Linked DNA regions of Callithrix jacchus: region 2 is linked to region 1. A link is a contact called in public Hi-C data. All regions are on one chromosome and are shown on one strand. The core of a region is the stretch at or near the end of the contact, and the rest is flanking DNA. Distances in the headings are between cores, read along the strand shown.

Region 1 (7,734 bases), core at 2,673-5,172:
GAAAGTTGCTTTCTCCTCTGTCTCATTTTAAAGAGGGTAGGTATTGCCATACTATTAAGCAATCAGCCAGTAGGGTTCATCCAAGAGCAATAAACTGACCTCTCAAGAGAAAATTAGTGAAGCTCAGGAAATTAGAGCTAGAAACCCCCATTGAGTGATCTAATGCATCCCTCAAGAATCAACACCATATACATTACACTTTCTGGTGTAGGCACTTTCATTTCAATTTAATTTGAAAAGTTTCAAGTGATGGCAATTTCAATGCTACATCTTAGACCAGTCAACAAGCTATTAATCCATCTTCCCTGAGCAGAGCATAATAACTCCAATGAACGTCAGAGATATCCATTTACCTTTCTGGCCTGGACCTGCTACCTAAACAAACATCTCAAACCTAGTTCAAATTCTGGCAACTCCTCTTAGCTAGAAGACTTTACACATGTCCCTTTACTTATATGTTCCCTAGCTCTCCTCATTTTCGAAAAAGAAAACCTCACCACCTCCCTCAGAAAATTTGCTATAGGACTTAAATGAGATGATACACACAGGGAATGCACTCAGTGCAACAGTGGGTGTTTGGTCAATGTTTGACGATTCTAGAGTGTTCAGCTCATGTTAAACAGCTGTTTTCCTGGCAGAAGGAAATGAGTTAATAACCCCTCCTTTTGGCTTTCCTTAGATGACGCTAGTAGGTTACAGTGACCAATACAGTTCAAAACTTTGAAAAGCAAAATTGCATATGATACCCAAACCTTGGGCTACTGGCACCAACAAAATTACCTAGCCTCATCAACCCCTGTGAAAAGAAGGGGGAAAAATAAAAATAAAAATAGTTTAAAAATAAATTCACTAGGCTCAGATCACTAATTTGGTTCAGGGAGCACTTTTTCACTGTGAATAAGAGACAGAATTGGAAGGCCAGGATGATGGGAAAAGAGAACATGAAATGAAGAGTCACATTTGAGAAGGAATCAAAAGTTTGATGAATAGTTCATGGAGAGGCTGAAGGAAAGAGAAGAAGAATGTCGCCAAGTGCCTAACTTGGATGACTAAATTCACAATTTATTCATACAATGAATTATCTATTGAGCACCTACTAAGGGCCAGGCACGGTGCTGGGTGTTTGGGATAACAAAGCAAACAAAACAAAAAAAAATATCTCTGCCCTTGTGGAGCTTCCTTTCTAATGGGAAAGACGGTAAATAAGAAGACAAATAAATAAATAAGTAAGACCATGTCTGACATAGGAAATAAACAAGGAAGTGGGATGGAGAATAAGAGGATGGGGTCCACTTTAGATATGATGGCCAGGGAAGGCCTCCGTCAGGAGACAACATATGAGTTAGTGGGTCCTGGAGGGAAAGAAGGAACCAATAGCTAGGGAAGAGAGAAAGCATTCCAGGAGGATCAGTAGGTACAGAGACTTTGGGGTGGGAAAAGGTTAGGTATGTTGGAGAAAGCAGGGAAAATGTCTATGTAACTGAAGTGCAGTAAGAAAGGAGAGAATTCTGGGCATGGTGATACATGCCTGCAATCCCAGCACTTTGGGAGGTCAAGGTGGGAGGGTCGCTTGAAGTCAGGAGTTTGAGGCTGCAGTGAGCTATGATTGCCCAAACTGTACTCCAGCCTGGGCAACTGAGTGAGACTCTGTCTCTAAAAATAAATAGTAAATAAATAAGAAAGGAGATACTTGACAGAAGAGACTGGAAAAGTGGGCAGGGTTCATTGACCAAGGACCAAAATGAGTTCCTCTTTGACACATTGAGTTTGAGACACCTGAGAGAATCTCCAAACTAAAGATCCAGAACTGTGTCCTAAGAATTAGAGACAGCTGGGATCTGAGAAATTGCTCAGTTGCATCAGAATCACCAGGGGGTGTTCTAAAAATACAGTTTTCTCAGGCATTAAAAGTACAGATTTCTGGGGTGCTACCTGGGAAATTCTAATCAAAGTAGGTCTTGATCAAGACCTGAAAATCATTTTTTAATACTTCCAGGTAATTTTGGTCAATTCATTCAAGAAACATTTCCTGCATTCCTACTATGTGCCAGGACGATTCTTAAGACTTGGAAATATAGTTCTGAACAGGTTGGACAGGTACAGTCTAGAGAAAGAACAGATAGTGGACAAGTAAAGAAATAAATTAGAGTTGTGACACACACACTACACACACACAAAAATAACAAGCTGGCAAGTGTAAACTAATGATGGAGACCTATGCTAGATAAATCGAAAACAAATACCTCTCTTTGAAGAAGTTACTTGAGCTGTCACCTGAGGAATAAGAAAGTGGAGCCATGTGACAGTCAGCAGAGGGAACAGCCAATGCAAAGACTAGGTTGAGAATTCAGTAGATGAATCTCATCTTCTAGCTATTCCCATTTCATTAATCCATCAAAATGGAAAAGAAGGCATGGTGGAGATGTTCATCTTTGTGTGTTCACCCAGAAAGCTATACTAAGTACATCCCTTGTACCAGGAACTGTGCCAGATGCTGACATGAAGATGGGCCAGATGACCCCCTTTCTCTGGGAGTGTGCAGTCCAATGAGGGAGGCAGATGACCAAATAAGAATGGCTCATGAGATAAGTGAGAATGTCCCAGGCAATCAGCTTATGTTCTAAGGAAGCCAAGAAGATGATTAATACTTTTGAGTATGATGATGTGGGCAATTGCTTTTGACACTGTGCATGATCAAATTATTTTCATTTATTTGTGGTCCTGCAGTTCAGAATATCTGCATTTTTGATGAAATATTTGCAAGGGATATCAGGTTTAGGGTACTGCATAATGCACTGTATGTTTCAGAATAGAAGGAAGAATAGCATGCTAATAATAGCTAATATTTATCAAGCATGTGGATTTACCTGTAATGTACCATCTCATAGAAGAGTCACTATGACTTTATGAGGCAGGGACTATTATTATTTCCCCTTTTTCAGATGGAGAAATAGGAGCTTAGCAAGATGATGGGACTTTCCTGAAGTGACAATTTCCCAGTTCTGTCTGGATTCAAGCCTCAGTTCTGGTCCATACGGCCCTCTCATTAATAGCTTAGACACCGATACAATTGCTTTTCTCGTTCTAGTCCCCAAAGTGAATACCTTTCTCTTCTCCCCAACCCACTCATCCATCTAGATGGCCTAGGCCAGCCTTATCTACCTGCATTTCTCCCTAGGGTTCCTGCAGGTGGAAAAGTGGAAAGAAGAATTCCTTGTTTCCACACTGGGGAGGACACCCGGACAGGCACGGATCGGGCAGTGCCCACTGGCTGACTGTACTGGTCTCCAGTTTCTTGAGCTCCCCATAGAGTGTAGAAAGCTTTGCGGCCAAAGCTGGGCACCTGGTTCCTAGCGCACCTGGGAGAGTGGGGAGGAGAGATTCCTGGAGCTCAGTGTTCAAGGTCTGAGGCACGGGAGACAAATGCCCACACACCAGACAGTTAAGGTAAAACACTGAAGTCAAGAGCAAGTAGTGAGTCTGTTGCCAACTGGATAGGGTTGGTCTCGTCCTACCTAAATGTATTTGAATTAAGTGGCTTTTAAAAATGAGCTGGTCATCCTCAGCCCGTGGGCTGGCCAATTTGGAACTTAATGGACCTTTGCGTCCTCCTTCCCGGAGCCTTCCTTTATTTCAGACTTCTCAGTGTGAGTCTGTGGGTCCCTCCGACGGTGTCTGGGTGTGTCCTTCAGGGAATGGGGTGCCTTCGTCTGCCTGTCCCCTGTTTCTCGTGCGGACGCTCCCTCTGTCCTCCCCGCCTCCCCTCACTCCGTTTCTCCCTCCCTTCTCCTTGTGGGGAGGCTCTTGGCCCGGGTCCCTGAGCCCGGGCGGGTGCTGGCGGAGGACGCAGAAGGGGTGAGGTCACGTCTCCCTTGAGCCCCGAGCCGCTGGCTTTTCAGAGCCTCACCAGGAACCAGCGGCCAGAGCCCCAGACCACGCAGACCGTGCGCTCCTCCGCCCTCCCTGCGCTGCCGGCCTCGCCCATGTCTCAGTACGCCCCCAGCCCTGACTTCAAGAGGGCTTTGGACAGCAGCCCCGAGGCCAACACTGAAGATGACAAAACCGAGGAGGACGTCCCCTTGCCCAAGAACTACCTGTGGCTCACCATCGTCTCGTGTTTCTGCCCTGCGTACCCCATCAACATCGTGGCTTTGGTCTTTTCCATAATGGTGAGTGTATTACGGCCAGAGGCAGCCTGGGAGGAGAGACCCCTGCAGGGGACTCCGCGCGCTCTCTGCGGTTCCCTCCTCCGGCCCGGCGAGCTAGGAGTACTTTGTCCTCTCACCTCCTCCTCACCTTTCTCGGGCTCTCAGAGCTCTTCCCGCAATTATCCGCACCTCCTCTGCACTCCTCGTGGTGCTCAGAGCCTGATCAAGCTTCCCCCAGCCAGGTTCTCCTCTCCCTTCCAGCTCCCAGGGTGCGTTTCCTCTCCAACTGGGAGAAGTTCTTCCATGGACTTTGCTGACTCCTCTGACCTTCCTAGGCACTCACCCGGGGGTTCTCAACCCTCTTTTCTAGAGCCCCAATGTGCGCCACCCTAGTGGGCATCAGTAAGTCCCTTTCTCTGAGCGCGGAGGCTCTACGTTTCCTTCCCTGCTGCGCAGGGGGCTCCTGCTCTCCAGCGCCCAGGACTGTCTCTGTCTCAGCGTGTGCTCCCTTCTCTCTTTGCTGCGCCCAACGGCACCGCTTCCGCCACTTTCCGGGGGTCCCCAGGCCATTCCTGATGCCCCTCCTTAACCCGCGGTTTTCACGATTTGGCACCGCAGGCTCTGTCCGAGCAAGCATTCCTTCTCGCTTCTTCCTATACCCGGCTCCCTCTCTTGGCCTCCTTCCTGCATCCCCTTTCCAACGCGCCAGCCCGAGGCTAGCTCACACCCGCTACCTCTTTAAGCCTTTCTTAAGCTCTTCCTGTGACCCCTCACCAGCAAAGTGCGTGCGTCTCTCTCTTACTCTTTCTACCCAGCGCACCGTAGTTCCTCCCTGTTTGCTGTGCAGTAGCCCCACCCTCGCCTCTCTTGGTGTCCCGCAGGGCTCCCAGGCGCCCCTCCACCGCTCTGTCCCACGCCTGGGGCTCTCCCGCTAATGCACTCGGGGACTCCACGCAACTCGTGGCTCTGCCTGCCCTCGGCGCACCGGCCTCCGGAGCTGCCAGCCTCTCTAGGAGAGGACGCTGGGGCTTCTAGTCCACCCTTCCGGAGCTCAGCTCCCCAGCCCCCTTCAACCCCGCTAGGAACACCCAAGAAAACCCCACCAGGAGAGTGACGAGTGCTTGCCAGGCCCCTGCCTTATTGACTGAAGCAGCTGGCCCGGGGGTGGCGGGCGGGGTGAGGTTCAGGCTGGCAATGTCCCGGGACAACCCTCGCAGTTGCACTCCCTCCCCCACCGGCCCACCTCGCCTGCAGCTGAGCCACCAAACTCCCCGGTCATAGACGGAGAGCCGCTTCGGCAAGGTGAAAATCGTGAGCCGCCTCTCCCCCATCAAATCCACCTACGGGTGGTGGCACCATGTGCACTTGGTGGGTACCTGCAAGGCTCCATTTGCACCCATAACTTGCCCTTTCCCAAAGCGGGTTTGTGGACGGCGTACGCACGGACATGCAAGCGCGCAGCCGCCAAAGTTAAAGCAAGTCTGTATTCAAATCCCAAAATTCTCCCACTTTCTAGCTGTGTGATCTCTGCAGTCACTGCATCTCTGAACCTCAGTCTCTGAAGTTCAGATGTATCATGAATGTATCATGTTACATTTGTAAAACCCAAAATAATCATAGCCATATTTCTTGGGGTTGTTGGGAGCATTCATGACATAATAATTGCAAAATGCTTAGAACAGTGCCCAGCATGGTACTTTTACAAAATCTTTACTCAAATGTCGCTTTATGAGGCCTTCTGTGATTACTGTTTCAAATCAGGACCACCCACCCACCCACCCTGCGTGAGCTCTGTTCCCCCTTCCCTGCTGCCTTTTGATCAAAATATTTCTCTCCATTTGATAGAGTCTTTTAATCGCTTATATGTTTACAGTCAGTGTCCCTCTCATTAAAATATAAGCTCTATGAGGGCAGGGATATTTGTCAGTTCCTGTAGCTTCAGCATCTAGAAGAAAATCTGGCACGTGACGGATGCTTAATAAGTATTATGAAATGAATGCATGTATGACTGAGTGGTGTGGATGAATCATTAACCATTTTTTCCCATTCTGGATCCCCGGAAGCCATAGCATCCGGTTCCTTCCGACAAACCAGCCAATTTCCTCCCTTCCTTCCTCTCCCCAGATATCCAGTCTTGACTTTTCTTTTTTGCGGAGAGTCTGGAAATGACGCTGCAGCCAAATTCTCCAGGCAGCAGCAGACTCTGTGGCTGCAACTGGTGCCCACATTCTATCGTGGTTTGTTGATGAAGCAGCCAATTCACCCCTTTCCCAGTGCCACTTAGAAAGGCTTTTTCCCTCATGGGTCGGAAATCAGCTGGCACTCCAGCTGGTAGTGGCAGGTCCGATACTAATGGTGCTGCTTGATACTCCCTGGGAGATGAGGTTTGCACATGCTTTGAATTGAAACTTCTTTTTCTAATCCCCTCTTCCCCATTCCCTCCCCCAAGACTTTTCAATAATTGTATAGCAAGAGACTATTCTGTTGCCAGAACAGACACTGGGGACAGTTTGCTATGGACAAGTTTTGTATCTCTCTCTTTTTTTGTTTTTTAGACGGAGTCTCACTCTGTCACCCGGGCTGAAGTGCAGTGGCACGATCTCAGCTTACTGCAAACTCTGCCTCCCGGGTTCAAGCAATCCTCCCACCCCAGCCACCCCAAGCAGCTGAGACTACAGATGTGAGCCACCATGCTCAACTAATTTTTGTATTTTTAATAGAGACGGGGTTTCACCATGTTGCCCAGGCCAGTCTCAAACTCCTGACCTCAAGTGATCCACCCACCTCAGCCTCCCAAAGTGCTGGGATTACAGGCGTGAGCCGCCATGCCCGGCCAAGTTTTGTACCTTTTTAAAGCCTTGGTTTCTTCATCTATAAAATGGGAATGTGAAAGCTGTTTTAAGTTGAGCAAAACTGTTGTAAGGATGAAACAAACAAAGCATTCTAGCTCTTGGCACTATACTAGGTACGTGCGGTATTGTCAGACAGATGTATAGATTTGGAACTTGGAGCTATCGTGTTACATATGAAAACAAATTCTAAACAGCATGTCCTACACCCTTCCTGTTGCACTTTCTCTAAGGTACTGGAAGTGTTTTCCCATTGATATAGCACAGTTCTGGGCTTGATCAGTTTCATCACAAGGACTCCAAAGTCCAAAGGAATAGGAAGGATGTGCAGAAGGAAGATGGGAGACCAATTCTGCCAGGCGTTTGCTCCCCCTGGGGTGCCTTGTGATGTTCAGTCATGGCTATTTTCAACTCTCACTTTTCTGTAATTTATAAGTTTAGGCATAACAGTGTTGTACCAGGGAATCTCCATGCGGGGGAGCTCCATTCCCCATGAAAGCATTTAGAAATGCGGGGGGCATTTAAAAATGTGAGGGAGCATTTGTGGTACTCTCAATGATTTGGGGTATTACTGGCATTTGGTGGAAAGAGCCAAAGTACTAATGTCTGCCATGCTAGGGGTTGTCCCCCAATGAAGAATGGACACATTCCCAATATCAAGACCATCCCATCTTAATGAAGAAGCACTGTAAGATGATTCAAATTGATATAAACATGACTGTGTGGAACATATTGAC
Region 2 (7,734 bases), core at 1,730-4,229, 50 kb after region 1:
ACCCCTCTCTTGCTTGCACCCACGTTGGTCAACTTGACCACAACTTCAGTCTTCACTCAAACAGACTCTGAGAATGGACTTCGTGGCCAATTCTAGGCACATGAGCACCTTCTTCATCCCAGTGTCGGAAATACACTGGATGTATTTATACGATGTACTTTTTTTTTTCAATCTCTCTCTCTCTCTCTCTCTCTCTCTCTCTCTCTCTCTCTCTAGAAAGTCTCAGGCAAGAGATCTTTCATTTTCCTGGATGCCACTTGGAAATGCCACCCATTGTATTTCTTTTCTGTCAAATGTAAACCCTTTGGATGTGAATGTACTGATTTAATGATGCCATTATTCTGCCTGCCAGAACACAGTAACCCCAAGTCTGCAAAGCATAAGGGCTGTGCCACTGGGGGTACACAAGATCACTTTTCAGTAGTTCGAGGAACGACTTTAATTAATACCAAATCCCGAAGAATGTTGCCCCTGTCCTATTCTTTTTTCATCCTGATTACAGCAAGAAGAAAGCCTCTGTTTAGTGCTAGCCAATCCTTAACACCTTGTGCGACACAATGGCTCTTTTCCCTTTTTAACAAAGAGCAGGCCTCAGGTTTAGAGTCTTCTGTCTAGATAGAATTTAATGCTATTGTTTTGTGTCATGGTATTTATTTTATCTATTACCTTCCATCTACAGCCTCCCACAGTGGGGGATGTGATATATTGTTTCTGTTCAAATACATTAAGAAAAATAGGGGAACTCAAGTAATTAACACACCAGATAGGTATGTGTGGCAAAAGTCACTTCAAAGAATTAATGTTAGAAACAGGGTGATAATGAAGCAAAAGAAAGGCAGATTATTCTGGCCAGGCATGGTCGCTCACGCCTGTAATCCCAGCACTTCGGGAGGCCAAGGTGGGTGGATCACTTGAGATCAGGAGTTCGAGACCATCCTGGCCAACGTGGTGAAACTCCATCTCAACTAAAAATACAAAAATTAGCCAGGCATGGTGGTACATGCCTGTAATCGCAGCTACTCAGGTAGCTGAGGCATCAGAATCACCTGAATCTGGAAAGCAGAGGTTGCTGTGGGCCAAGACTGCACCACTGCAATCCAGCCTCGGTGACAGAGCAAGAAAAAAAGAAAAGCAGATTATTCTAATTGAATGAATAAATGAATAAGAGGCGGAGAGTCAAAATACCTGAGTTCCAATGCCCTTTTGCTTTTGCAGGGGTGGTTTTGGCCACTAACTACCTATGCAAGCTGATTTTAGGCAAGTTCCTTAGCCTTTCTGTGCCTAAAATTTCTTCACCTGAAAAATGGGGATAAGAATGCCTGCCTACTTACCTCACAGTGTTGTTATGAAAATTAATTGCCATAATAGATGTGAACAACCCTGGAAGGATGAGGGATTCTAAGTTCTATACCAATACAAACCATTGTTCTTAGATAATGGGGAATTTCAGCATTTTTTCATATACAGAACCCTAGCAAAAAAATAAAAGCTGATGAACATCAGAACTGTCATTTGACCCGGATGTCGTGATGAGCCAGCACTTGTCCCAGGAGGACATTGAATCAGGGACACGAAATCTCAGCACACAGAGATGCTAGCATCATTCCAATAGATTGACTCTTCTGTTTCTGACATTCTGTCTTTTGTTTGTATGTGTTTTGGTCCCTGGCCTTTTACCCAAATCAAATGAAACGTGTTGCTGAGAGGCAGAATAAAAATGGTTTTAAGGAAGCCTGTGTACCACAGTGTGTGGATTGTGTTTTCTTGGGGTTCCCCACCTTCCAGAGATTTTTGTAACCAAAATAAACTCATCTATTCCAGCCTCAGTCCCCAGGGAAGACTCCAGAGAGGCCAGGGGTGGCGCTAGAGAGGCATCACTCACAACTAATTTATGGCAAGAAATGTCCTCTTATGAGGCACTGAAAATGTTGGTCCCATTAAAGTGAAAGTAAAATAAAATAAATCCTGTCATTAAATGAGATCGTTGGGGACAAAAGGGCCTTGACTTTTGTTGGGCATCTCCTAGGTCCTAAGCTCTAAGTGCAAGAAAATGGTCTTTGTTGGGATGATGGGCTTGTCCAGAGCTTCCTCCAAATCCAAGATTGCCCCTGCCCCACTCGCAAAAGTGCAGTATAAAAACGGATTGGTGTATTGTATCAGCCAAGGGACTCTTTCATCAGCTAGTTACAAAAACTGGCTAAACAGAGCAAAAAGTAGAGTTTACTGCTCATAAAATGGAAAAATTCCAGGGATTGCTTCAAGTGCAGGTGGATCCAGGTGCACAGGGTTTTGGGAAACAAATACCTTTCCATGTCTCAGCCCCAACTTGCTGAGTTCATTTCAGCTTAATAGGGACAAGACGACTGCCAACAGCTTTGGACTTTTTCCTACCCGTTTAGCAATGCCTGTGGAAAGTATTTCTTCCCTAATAGCTCCAGGGGGAAAAAATGGTTCAATTCAATATAATGAACAATTGATATAAAACAGAAACCAACCTATCAAAATGGATACCAGTCATTAACAAACAAGTGTAGCCACTGTGCCAACACAAATGGATGCTGTGGCCAAGGGCAAGAGGTACCCTCACCTGCCAGGCCTGAAGTCAGGATTCAATCACTGGAACTGAATGTGAGGTCAGCTCCACCCAAATTTTATGGATTGAGGGTACAGGAAGGGTGGTTCCCCAAAGGAAAACCAAAGTGCTTTTACCAGAAGAAGGAGAGAGAGTTGCTGGGCAAAAAGAAAAAAAAAAAAAAAAAAACCAGTGTCCACATTAAGCATGCCGCTTCTTACTACACCTTCCAGATGCAAGGCAAAAGTAACCTAATAGCTTTCCAAACAATTTCCCCGTGGGGTTGTCACTCTCATCCATCTCCTCCTTTGACCAATATTTATAGAGCAACTACTCAACCACAGAAACTGGGCTAGGCTTTGGGAATTCCAGCATGTTTAAGAGACCCCTGAGAAGGTGGCAATAGTCCAGTAAGGAAACAGACATGCGCGCGCACACACACACACACACACACACACACACACACACACACACGAGAAGGAAACGTGAGTGTGCCCAGACAGAGGCCTGAACAAAGTACTATGGTGTCACTTTATAGCAGAACACACTGGCTATACTTAAGAGAAGGAAGAGTCAGTCCCGGTCCTACCATTCTTCGAGTTGCTGAGGCTGATAGGGTCGCAGCTCTTGAAATTGCCCTGTCTCGGCCCACAAGTTACGGGCAGAAACAGATGCAGACATAAAATCGCTGGCCTCAGCTCCTGGATCAGCAAATCGTCTTTGGCCTACAGCAGGACAGCTGCATTCAGCAAAACAGCACGATGCACGTATCTTGATACGTAACCCTAGATTCAGGCTTCTAAATATAAGAGACTGTTCTGGGCCACCAATTACAACAAAAAAAAAAGAGAGAATCTTGTAAGAGTTCATGCTCATGGGTTACAACCAATCCTTTAAAAATACTCGTGAATGTTGAATATTGAAGCCTGGGGGGGTTGCCCTATAAAAATAGGTCCCTGAACCAAGCAAGACACTTTGAATTCTGGTTTGGACAAGCACAAAGAAAGGCAGGCATAAAGATGACTCAAGCATCACTTATGCTTGCTGGAGAAGCCACAGAAAGAAGGACTTCCCTTTCTAATACATTCACTCATCATTCATTCATTCCAGTAGAAATCTGTTTATCAGGGGTCAGAAGAGGGAGGTAGAAAGATGCCTCTGTGCATTGCCTGAATGAGGCATCTGAGAGTTTCAACTGGAGTAGCTGTTTCAAATCTCAGATGAGCACCCAGTCAAATCTGCAATGACCTGGTCATGGCCTTCATCTCTCTTCCTGTCGCAGTGTAGACTTTCTTAGTTCACACTCACACACTGGTTCACTGACACACCCAAGCTGTCTGCTCTTGGCACTGTGACCAAGTTTACTCCCCCAGGTGACATGGAATTCCATGCATGGGGACTAGTTGTACTTTGGAGTGAAAGCACTGGAACTCATAAAAAGCCAAATCTTGCCTGTATAAAAATGGCCTGATCATCCCCAAGAAAGAGGACCTAACACACATCTAGAAGGAAGGTAAATCAGTATTTCTTGAGCCATTACCAAAGCTCACCTAAACAGTTATAGTAGCTTTCTTTTTTTTTCTTTGAGATAGAGTTGTGCTGTGTTGCCCAGGCTGGAGTACCGTGGCACAATCTTGGCTCACTGCAACCTCCACCTCCCGGGTTCAAGCGATTCTTCTGCCTCAGACTCCTGAGTAGGTAGGACTACAGGTGTGTGCCACCACACCCAGCTAATTTTTTGTAATTTTGGTAGAGGCGGGGTTTCACCATGTTGGCCAGGCTAGTCTCAAACTCCTGGCCTCAAGTGATCTGCCCACCTCAGCCTCCCAAAGTGCTGGGACTACAGACATGAGCCACCACATCAGGCCTACAGTAGCTTTCTTACAGGGCTCTCTGGTATAACAACTATTGCAAACTTAATGACTTTAAACAACCCACATTTATTATATTGCAGTTCTGGAGGTCAGAAGTCTAAAATGGGTGTTGCTGGACCAAAATCAAGATGATGGCAGGGGTGGATTCCTTTCTGGAAGCTTGTAGAGAGAATTCCTTTTCTTGCCTTTTCCACCTTCTGGAAGCTATTCACATTGGTTGACTCAGGACACCCTTCCATCTTCAAAGTCAGCAAAGTCGTCGTTTACTTACTTATTATTTTCTTTGTATCTAGCTCCTCCCCTTAAGATGTCTTTTTCACACTGCATCTCTTTTGCTCTGACTCCTTTTCCTCTCTCTTCCCACTTAAGGACCCTTGTCATCACTTTGGGTCCACCTGAATGATCCAGAATAATCTTAATTTAAGGTCAGCTGATTAGCAAGTTTAATTCCATCTGCTCCCTTAAGCCCTCTTTGGGTTAAGCCTCCCGTAACCCAACATAGTCACGAGTTCCAGGGATCTGTATGGAGATATCTTTGGGGGAGCATTATTCTGTCTACTACATCCTGCCTGCACAGCACATCCATTCAGTTAAAACACACACACAGCAGCCAGGGTTATCTCACAACCTAGACTTAATCAAGCCATTCCTCTGCTGAAATCCAGCCCACACACCCAGTGATTGCCCGTGGCATTAAAACTCAAACTTTTTTTTTTTTTTTGTAGAGATGAGCGTCTTGCTATGTGGCCCAGACTAGTCTCAAACTTCTGGCTTCAAGCAATCTTCCTGCCTCTGCCTCCCAAAGTGCCGGAATTATAGGTGTAAGCCACCATACCCAGCCTTTAAAATCCAAACTTTTTTTGTGTGTCCTTGAAAAGGTCTTTATTATTAAAAGCTGGAAGGTCAGCTGGGTGAGGTGGCTCATAATCCCAGCACTTTGGGCGGCTGAGGCAGGTGGATCACAAGGTCAGGAGATCAAGACCATCCTGGCCAACATGGTGAAACCCCATCTCTACTAAAAATATAAAAATGTTCTGGGCGTGGTGGCATGTCCTGTAATCCCAGCTACTTGGGAGGCTGAGGCAGGAGAATCACTTGAACCTGGGAGGCAGAAGTTGCAGTGAGCTGAGATCCCACCACTGTGCCCCAGCCTGGCAACAGAGGGAGACTCCATCTCAAAAAAAAAAAAACAATGTTGGAAAGTCAGTCTTTAACTCCCAATCACAAAATGCTACTTTGCCATGACAAGCAGGCTTTGTAGTTAAGATAGTGTTTCTTTTTTTTTTTTTTTTTTTTTTTTTTTTTTTTTTTGAGACGGAGTTTCGCTCTTGTTACCCAGGCTGGAGTGCAATGGTGCGATCTCGGCTCACCGCAACCTCCGCCTCCTGGGTTCAGGCAATTCTCCTGCCTCAGCCTCCTGAGTAGCTAGGATTACAGGCACGTGCCACCATGCCCAGCTAATTTTTTGTATTTTTAGTAGAGACGGGGTTTCACCATGTTGCCCAGGATGGTCTCGATCTCTTGACCTCGTGATCCACCCGCCTCGGCCTCCCAAAGTGCTAGGATTACGCCTGTGAGCCACCGCGCCTGGCCGAGTTAGTGTTTCTTTTGTAGTTAAGACCAGCATTTCCCCTTGTTGACCAGGGATCAGGAAACTATTCTTGTCATTTGCTCTTTCATCCTTGATAGGTGACATCAGTACATTTTCCACAACTTTATTCTTCATTTCTTCTTCCTTCAGAATAAAAGACCATACCAAGGACACTAACAAGTTGATGGTCCCCTAGATATGGGTTCTAGTGCCAGCAGGTCTGTTCTCCTCCTCAGTGTCAAAAGGACTGTTCATTCTGAAGCATCTACTCTTTTGAACTAAAATCTAAACTTTCTTTTAAGTTCCGGGATACAAGTGCTGAACGTGCAGTTTTGTTACATAGGTATACATGTGCCATGGTGGTTTGCTACACCTATCAACCCAGCATCTAGGTTTAAGCCCTGCATGCATTAGGTATTTGTCCTAATGCTCTCCCTCCCCTTGCCTCTCACCCCACGACAGGCACCAGTGTGTGATATGCCCCTCCTTGTGTCCATGTGTTCTCTTTGTTCAACTCCCGCTTATGAGTGAGAGCATGTGGTGTTTTAATGATGGCCCACAAAGCCTTACATGATCAGACCCTTGGCTGCCTCTCTGATCTCGCCTTCTACCTCACCCCCATTCTACTCTGCTGCAGTCACATACTGGCCCCAAACATGACAAGATCATCCCAGTCTCAAGGCCTTTGTGTGTGCCGTCTCCTCCATTCATAACACCATTCTCCAGATTTTCCATAGCTGTTTCTTTCTTCTCCATGCCCTCGGTCTCAGTTTCTCAGAGAGGACCAAACTAACCCCCATCTCTAAGGCAGCCACCCCACCCCTCATCACTTGCTATCACACCACGCTGTTTAAATTCCTCCATGGGGTTTGCCACCACTAACAATATTTTTGTTTCTTTAATCATTTACTCACTTATTATCCTCTTTATTATCTATCTCCTCCCCCTAGGATGTTGACCTTGTGAAGGCGGAGATCCTGTCTGTTCTGTTCACTGATGTGTCCCCAGCATCTATAATAGGGCTTGGCCCATGGCAGATACTCTACAGATATCTGTTGAATGAATGAAAGGTTCTTTTCCTCATGTGCCCTTCCCCCTGGCTAATGTCCACTCCTTTGTCTCAGATTAAGTGCCTCTTTTTCAAAATCTCCTTCTCTGATATGCCAACATTTCAAGAACATGAGGGTCTCCCTTTCACATGTTCACACCACCCGGTGGTTTCACTCAAGGTCAGATCACAATGCTAGATAGATACAGTTTATACAATTACCATTTAATATCTGTCTTTCCCAGCAGATCATGAGCCCCCATGAGTGCAGGGACCACGTTCATCTTGTTCACCTCTGTCTTCCTGGTCCCTAGCTTGGTACCTGGCACATAAGTTTCCAAGAGTTATTTGTTGAATGCATTAATGAATAAATGAACAAATGAATGAGGGTGTAAAGGCAGAGAGAAATGGAAGAAGAAAACTGAGTCAAAGCTTCCTCCATCATCGAAGCTTTATTTTCACAGTGTTATCTGACAAGATTTAAACTTGAATTTTAAAGCAAGATGAAGCTAACCAAGGTATTGGCTGTAAATCCTGTCTCAAAACTTTCTCACATATTTCTTATCGTGATGGTTTAGAAAAAGGAAGAAATGAAAATCAACTTATACCAAAAAGTCATTTCAAGAAGATAGAGACCCAGCTGGGTCCC

The links. A called contact is a pair of places that touch in the nucleus more often than the background predicts.
Region 2: a contact with region 1 is called in a Hi-C map of skeletal muscle, with 5 times the contacts expected there. The contact joins the enhancer-like site here to the promoter of TMEM233 in region 1. A contact is called at or near these places in 3 of 3 Hi-C or Micro-C datasets (induced pluripotent stem cells and skeletal muscle).

Annotation. Positions count from the first base shown.
Region 1 is chr9:122,705,475-122,713,208 of calJac240_pri, forward strand. TMEM233 (transmembrane protein 233) reads left to right here and starts at 3,923. Exons shown (of 3, transcript XM_002753067.6): 1 at 3,923-4,169. The coding sequence starts at 3,984. LOC118144365 (a long non-coding RNA gene) reads right to left here and starts at 5,260. Exons shown (of 3, transcript XR_004729140.2): 1 at 4,297-5,260.
Region 2 is chr9:122,756,277-122,764,010 of calJac240_pri, forward strand. It overlaps TMEM233 (transmembrane protein 233), which reads left to right. Exons shown (of 3, transcript XM_002753067.6): 3 at 1-1,738. Among named protein-coding and RNA genes, the nearest start is that of PRKAB1, 20 kb to the right of the region's middle. Within about 2 kb of position 2,980, at least 1 of the 16 cell types and tissues checked has an H3K27ac peak or open chromatin away from gene starts, as enhancers often do. A contact at or near this core is called in skeletal muscle, where this site is marked.